Linked DNA regions of Capra hircus: region 1 is linked to region 2. The links are chromatin contacts, called in public Hi-C maps. All regions are on one chromosome and are shown on one strand. Each heading gives the region's core, a stretch centred on a gene start, on an enhancer-like site or on the middle of the called end of the contact. The rest is flanking DNA. Distances are from core to core; before and after follow the strand shown.

The links. Hi-C and Micro-C count contacts between places; a contact is called where the count stands out from the background.
Region 1: a Hi-C map of blood shows a contact between it and region 2, with 5 times the contacts expected there. The contact joins two enhancer-like sites. A contact is called at or near these places in 2 of 5 Hi-C or Micro-C datasets (both in blood).

Annotation. Positions count from the first base shown.
Region 1 is chr26:40,835,030-40,839,140 of ARS1.2, forward strand. The region is part of intron 1 of ANKRD22 (ankyrin repeat domain-containing protein 22); the gene reads left to right. Among named protein-coding and RNA genes, the nearest start is that of ANKRD22, 16 kb to the left of the region's middle. Within about 2 kb of position 2,827, at least 1 of the 5 cell types and tissues checked has an H3K27ac peak or open chromatin away from gene starts, as enhancers often do.
Region 2 is chr26:40,728,305-40,732,268 of ARS1.2, forward strand. ACTA2 (actin, aortic smooth muscle) reads left to right here. Exons shown (of 9, transcript XM_005698192.3): 9 at 1-237. The coding sequence ends at 87. Among named protein-coding and RNA genes, the nearest start is that of ACTA2, 19 kb to the left of the region's middle. Within about 2 kb of position 2,302, at least 1 of the 5 cell types and tissues checked has an H3K27ac peak or open chromatin away from gene starts, as enhancers often do.

The DNA of each region.
Region 1 (4,111 bases), core at 1,577-4,076, 110 kb after region 2:
CCACCTACATTGCAGGAGACCCCGGTTTGATTCCTGGGTTGGGAAGATGCCCTGGAGAAGGGACAGGCTACCCACTCCAGTATTCCTGGGCTTTCCTTGTGGCTCAGCTGGTAAAGAATCTGCCTGCAATGTGGGAGACCTGGGTTCAGTCTCTGTGTTGGGAAGATTCCCTGGAGAAGGGAAAGGCTACCCACTCCAGTATTCTGACCTGGAGAATTCCGTGGTCTGTACAGCCCATTGTGTTGCAAAGAGTCAGATACAGCTGAGTGACTTTCATACACATGGCAAAGAATCATAATAGGCCTTTTTATCTAAATTCTTCAGGTAACTAAGTGGGAGGTAAAAGAGAAAGAGTTTCTGAGTCTTCAGTTTCTTAAAAATAACCAGCCTAAATTAATCCTCATGCCAAAGAGACATATTTTGGGGTATCAAATTTTGCTCCCCTACATCATTAACCCATCCATCTATTTAAACATAATTGGTATTTATTAACTATGTCTATATTTATTTATGATAAAAACATGTTAGCATAAAGCATGAAGGTCAAACCTCAGATTTTCTGGCAAAAAATTCAGCTAATATAAGTTCTCTATATCTTAACTATCTTTTCTCTGTTGCTTTGAACCAAACTGTTCGAATTTCCTTAGCACCAAATTGTCATTCTCTTTAGTAAGGTTAGTGCTTTGACTTCTGTTTCCTATCCCATCATTACTCTTTCAGTAATTATTTATCTGATAACCATCTCTGCTCATCTTCACTGGCTCTTATGTTTAAAAAAAATAGTTATAAGGGTATAGTTTATATTAATTGAGGGTTTATTATGAGTCAGATCTGAGCTATGTGCTTATCTATACAGTCACACTTAATCCTTTTTGTAACCTAGTAAAGAAGATGTGATTATTAAATGAAGAAACAAACTGAACACAAATTGTTTCAGTTGTCCAAATAGCACAGTTGTTGAATGGCAGAGCTGAGATCAGAACCTAGGAACTTTGCTTCCAGTGCTCGTATTTATAACCACTTGAAACCACCGTCTTGTCTGTAAGGGGGGTAGAACTTTGGCTGGTCCCTGCTACTCCCCTCTGGGTACCCACTGGCTCCCTCGTAGCTGTCACTACCAAACTTACAACCCACTCCAGTATTCTTTTCTGGGAAATTCCGCAGAGTGTGATCAGAGAGGAATTTGTGGCAAGTTTGGTGTGTGACTCAGTCATGTCTGACTCTTTGTGACCCCATGGACTGTAGCCTACCAGGCTCCTCTCTGTTCATGGGTATTTCCAGGCAATAGTACTGGAGTGGCCATTTCCCTCTCCAGGGGATCTTCCCAACCCAAAAGATCGAATCTGGGTCTCCTGCATTGTAGAGAGACGCTTTACCGTCTGAGCCACCAGGGACTGTGGTGAACTTGATCTCTGAATGGTTATTAATGATCAGATCCAATAATCTTTTCTTGCACTTGACTTTCTTTTTTTTTAAAATTTTTATTTTTACTTTATTTTACTTTACAATACTGTATTGGTTTTGCCATACATTGACATGAATCCACCACGGGTGTACATGCATTCCCAAACATGAACCCCCCTGCCACCTCCCTCCCCATAACATCCCTCTGGGTCATCCCCGTGCACCAGCCCCAAGCATGCTGTATCCTGCATCGGACATAGACTTGCGATTCGATTCTTAGATGATAGTATACATGTTTCAATGCCATTCTCCCAAATCATCCCACCCTCTCCCTCTCCCTCTGAGTCCAAAAGTCCGCTGTACACATCTGTGTCTTTTTTGCTGTCTTGCATACAGGGTCATCATTGCCATCTTTCTAGATTCCATATATATGTGTTAGTATACTGTATTGGTGTTTTTCTTTCTGGCTTACTTCACTCTGTATAATCGGCTCCAGTTTCATCCATCTCATCAGAACTGCATTTGACTTTCTTAATTCTATCTTCCTTCTGGAAATTTTTAAACTTTTTTTTTAAAGCAGATATTGCTAAATACAGAAACTGTGTTTCTAGGATATAAGAAGCCTAGGAATGATGGAAAAATAAGGTCAGGTTAATATTGTAAGTAATGTCGCTCAAATGGGATTGAGAAAACACACAAGGGCTTGGCAGCTCTTGCAGGAAAACTGTCCACTTTTCCTTTCCTCCTCATATTTAACTCTCAATGAAGATTTTGAGCAGCCCAAGCAGAGGGAGCTTTGTGTGGTGTCCTGTGTGAATTGTGGGCTCTTAAAATGTTTGATCTGGAAAGCCAGATTACTACATAAAAGACTCCACGTTTTTAAATATAGTCAACAAAAATTTTAGAAAAAGAAAAATTAACAATTCGTATAGGATGTCTAACCAAGCCAGGAAGACACTTTACTTTTTAACAGAAAATTTAACTCTAGAGCCACCTGTTTTTAAGTTTTGGAGACCATCATTTCCAATGAGTAGTAGTGATCAGAGGCAAAGTTTCACAGGTATATGGTTAAATTTTTAAAAAATGAAATGGGTTTTTCCAAACAGCTTTATCTAGCTAATACGACAGACTGTTTTTCCCTTCTAATTACAGACTGTTGTCAGTGCTTTTATGACTCCGAGCTGCCTCCTAGTGGAGGTAGCATGTATAACAACATAGACTTTTCTCATCTGCTTGTACAAGTCATCCAACAAATCATTGTGTGATGTCCAAATAAAAGTTGAGAGTGAAGGTGTAGTCGCTCAATCGTGTGCGATTCTTTGAGATCCTATTGACTGTATGTAGCCGCCAGGTTCCTCCGTCCGTGGGATTTTTCTAGGCAAGAATACTGGAGTGTGTTGCCATTTCCTTCTCCAGGAGATCTTCCGCATCCAGGGATGGAACTCACGCCTCCTGCATTGCGGGCAGGCTCTTTACGGTCAGTTCAGTTCAGTTCAGTTCACTTCAGTCGCTCAGTTGTCTCCGACTCTTTGTGACCCCATGAATTGCAGCATGCCAGGCCTCCCTGTCCATCACCAGCTACCGGAGTTCACGCAAACTCATGTCCATCGAGTCGGTGATGCCATCCAACCATCTCATCCTCTGTCGTCCCCTTCTCCTCCTGGCCCCAATCCCTCCCAGCATCAGAGTCTTTTCCAATGAGTCAACTCTTCCCATGAGGTGGCCAAAGTATTGGAGTTTCAGCTTTAGCATCCTTCCAATGAACACCCAGGACTGATCTCCTTCAGAATGGGCTGGTTGGATCTCTTAGCAGTCCAAGGGACTCTCAAGAGTCTTCTCCAACACCACAGCTCAAAAGCATCAATTCTTTGGCGCTCAGCTTTCTTCACAGTCCAACTCTTCACATCCATACATGACCACTGGAAAAACCATAGCCTTGACTAGACGGACCTGAGTCGGCAAAGTAATGTCTCTGCTTTTGAATATGCTGTCTAGGTTGGTCATAACTTTCCTTCCAAGGAGTAAGCGTCTTTTAATTTCATGGCTGCAATCACCATCTGCAGTGATTTTGGAGCCCCAAAAGATAAAGTCTGACACCGTTTCCACTGTTTCCCCAGCTATTTCCCACGAAGTGATGGGACCAGAGGCCATGATCTTCGTTTTCTGAATGCTGAGCTTTAAGCCAACTTTTTCACTCTCCTCTTTCACTTTCATCAAGAGGCTTTTTAGTTCCTCTTCACTTTCTGCCATAAGGTTGGTGGCATCTGCACATCTGAGGTTACTGACATTTCTCCCGGGAATCTTGATTCCAGCTTGTGCTTCTTCAGCCCAGCGTTTCTCATGATGTACTCTGCATAGAAGTTAAATAAGCAGGGTAACAATATACAGCCTTGACATATTCCATTTCCTATTTGGAACCAGTCTATTGTTCCCTGTCCAGTTCTAACTGTTGCTTCCTGACCTGCATACAGATTTCTCAAGAGGCAAGTCAGGTGGTCTGGTATCCCCATCTCTTTCAGAATTTTCCACACTTTCTTGTGATCCACACAATCAAAGGCTTTGTCATAGTCAATAAAGCAGAAAGCTCTTTTTCTGGAACTCTCTTGCTTTTTCCATGATCCAGCAGATGTTGGCAATTTGATCTCTGGTTCCTCTGCCTTTTCTAAAACCAGCTTGAACATCAGGAATTTCACGGTTCACGTATTGC
Region 2 (3,964 bases), core at 1,052-3,551:
TCTCTGTCCACCTTCCAGCAGATGTGGATCAGCAAACAGGAGTACGACGAGGCCGGGCCGTCCATCGTCCACCGCAAATGTTTCTAAGACACTGCCCCGCTCTCTTGTCTGTCTCTAGTACACACTGTGAATGTTCTGTGGAATAGTGCCTTCAATTCTTTTTCAAATCATTCCTAGCCCAAGCTCTGACTCGTTGCCTATGTGTTTTTTAATAAATCTGAGATACGTTACCTGTAATCTGTAGCCTTGGCTTCAGATCAGCGTCAGGCTGATCACGTTGTTTTTGTTAGACTGACCTCACCTGTTATGGATTTCCCTGGTGGCTCAGACAGTAAAGCGTCTGCCTATAATGTGGGAGACCCAGGTTCGATCCCTGGGTTGAGAAGATCCTCTGGAGAAGGAAATGGCAACCCACTCCAGTACTCTTGCCTGGAAAATCCCATGGACAGAGGAGCGTGGCAGGCCCATGGGGTTGCAAAGAGTTGGACACGACTGAGCAACTTCACTCACCTGTTATGGAGTGGCTCCCTCTAGTGGTGCATCTATGGACATGACAACCCGGATGTTTAAGTTTCCCAGGAAAGGCTACAATTACATTAAGGTGAGAAGTGCCAACTAATGCTGTACTGGGAAAAATTTGCAGATACACAGGAGATGAACATAAGCATGGATTAAAGTGTATCAATAGGATAGTGCATATTGACTGCACAACCTGATGAGTCATTACATAACTTTGCTCTCTATAACTGCCTGATAGCCTGTGTACACATACATACATATATTATACATATATATGACTTCTTCTATATGAAATATTAAACTTGGATATATATATTTTAAACAGTGTGACTTTTAAGTTTACCAGAGGAAATACAGATTTTAAAAAAAACAGAAACACTGCTAAAATCTTACTATACATCTAAAGCATCTGTTTCCCTTCTCCTGATCAATACCTGTCTCTGAAAATGATACTACAGATACATTCAGGCTGGAAGAGATGGGAAAAATAACCATATTTTGCAAGCACTACCGGTGTCAATCATCACACTAAGGGGTTTACACATATCTCCACGCATTTGTTCTTCAGAACTCTTTGGGCCCATTTTATCTTATTTTGACATTAATTTTTTATTGAAGTATATTTGGTTTACAATGTGTTAGTTTCAGATGTACATCAAAGTGATCCCGTTGTGCACACAGATGTATCTATTCTTTTTCAGATTCTCTTCCCTTATAGGTTATTAAAAATACTGAGTATAGTTTCCTGTGCTACACAGTAGGTCCTTGCTAGTTATCCATTTTATATGTAGCAGTGTGTGTGTGTGAATCCTAAACATCTTATAGAGAGAAAAACAGCAGTTGTTCCCTTAATATCAAATTATATAGGAGAGCTGCCAACTTCTCTTTTACTCCTCTGGCCCAAGAGGTACAAAGATGTATAAAAGTATTTTCCCTGCCCTTAAGCATTTTTTTTCAAAGCGCTTTTCCTCCCAGGCTGCTTAACATCCCTGAAGCGCCCCGGTACAGTGCCACTTGTCTTCCTGGGGACAGCTGCCCCTCTTTGTCTTTGGGAATGAGGGAGTGGGTTTCCATCCACGGCAGCATCTCACTACAGAGAGCTCAGAGCCAAAGACTGAACGCCTTTTTGATCCAGAAAATCCCCTGGTCTTCTCTGCCCTATGCTGCTGCTAAGTCGCTTCAGTTGTGCCCGACTCTGTGCCACCCCATAGACGGCAGCCCACCAGGCTCCCCCGTCCCGGGGATTCTCCAGGCAAGAACACTGGAGTGGGTTGCCATTTCCTTCTCCAATGCATGAAAGTGAAAAGTGAAAGGGAAGTCGCTCATAGTTTGACCTAATTAAATCAATACTACACATAATAAGAGCTGGCATGTACTGGATCCCTGTCATGACCAGATCCTGCCAAGCCCTTTATATTGGGGTCTCGTTTTATCCTGCGACAGATCTATGGAGTAGATATTCTCACTGCCTTCTTACAGATGGAACAATCCAATGTCATACTACCGGCAGAGACGGGACTTGGGTTTGGTTCCAAATCCGTACTGTTAGTATTTAAGCCAGCATTTCTCAATGAATAGCTCACACAGGTCGACCTCGTCAGAGGCTTGTCTTTTAAAGGATAACTAATTATGCACTTATTTTTGGCTGTCCTGGGTCTCCGTGGCTGATGGGCTTTTCTCCAGCTGAAGCAAGCGGGCTTCTCATCGCAGAGGCTTCTCTTGTGCCAATCCTAACTCTGAAACTGGCAGACAGATTCTTTACCACTGAGCCACCAGCGAATCCCCCGGGGGCTCATTTTAAATGGGCCTATTTCTGGGAAACCCAAAGCCTGCTGAACAAGGACGTCTGGAGCTGTGGTTGGGAACTGGAGCTTTAATCAGATTTCTCTGGTGATTCTTTCGCACATCAAAACTTGAGAACCACTGTAAAGTGCTAGGATTGAAATATTCCAGTTGTAAATTTATGCTTAACCAGGCAAGGCACTTAATACCCACTAAACTGAAACTTAATGATTAATATGCAAATATTTGGAAACAGATCACAGTCATAATTGAGGAAAAAATCACCTACCATTTCATAGTCTTTACAGGGTTCAGGTGAAAGTGAAAGTGAAAGTGAAGTCGCTCAGTCGTGTCCGACTCTTTGCGAGGCCATGGACTGTAGCCTACCAGGCTCTGAGGAGCCTCTCAGTCCATGGAATTTTCAGGTAAAGTGAACCAAGCTGACTGTGCTGTTGTACTTCATATTCACCACCAGAGGGCGCAAGGTATCTGGTAAAAGCAGGGCGTCTAGAACAAAGTATCTAGAAACTGGCGTTGCTGCTGCTGCTAAGTCGCTTCAGTCGTGCCCGACTCTGTGCGACCCCATAGACGGCAGCCCACCAGGCTCCCCCTCCCTGGGATTCTCCAGGCAAGAACACTGGAGTGGGTTGCCATTTCCGTCTCCAATGCATGAAAGTGAAAAGTGAAGGTGAAGTCGCTCAGTCGTGTCCGACTCTTAGCAACCTCATGGACTGCAGCCAGTGGCCAGAGGTAAAAATCAGGAAAACCAGAATGACCCGCTGAATGTGCATTCGTGAAATGTTCTTTCTATATGAGCACCCAGAGGTAGTGCCTAAGCACTTTCTTCCAGTCACAGATCAGTAATTCCTCCCTTTGATTCCGCAGATGCTAATAACCTGAAGGGCTGGACAGGTGAGAGTCTCTTGTTGAGCCTCACATGAATCTCCAGATGAGGGAAACCCAGCAACAGACAGGCTCGGCTGCTTCCTGAGTCCTCTTCTCTCCCCAAACTCTAACACTCCTTCTGTGACCACAAACTTTCCCACAACAGGCTTATATAACCCTTGAGGATGACCTGGACTTTTAATAACATTTATTCATATCACGCAAGCTTTGCTGTGAGCATATGAGCAAGAGAAAACATTATTTTTGAAAAACAAATAATTCTGTTATCTCTGAAGCATCATTTGTGTAGTCAGGCTGAACTTGAGTATTTTTTAGCAGGATTTCAAACAAAGAACATTCTGGAAGAGATGTTGTGATTACTGCACTGGAGGGGGCTGTCTGGGCTAACACGCTCTCTGTCTGCAACTAAGCTTATTCAAAAAGGACAAAAAAGGAGAGAGGGAAAAGGGGATGGGAAAGCTGGGGAGATGGTTCTTCTGCATCAGAATATGAAAATCAGATGGATATTTCATTCCTAGGAGAGCCAAGTCTATTGAAGGGTGCACGCTAGAGATACAAAGAGCAAGTTTCTGCCTGGATGGAATTTACAATTTATGGAGAAAATGGACATGAAACAAGTAGCGAAGGTGCGTCGTGAGGATTACAGAAGTGGAAACACATGGGGTATGAGCTCTCATGACTTCAGGAACGCTTCCTGAAGCTCTTATGACTTCAGGAGGTAGGGCTTCAGCAGAGGCTTAACAGCAAGAGTTAACTA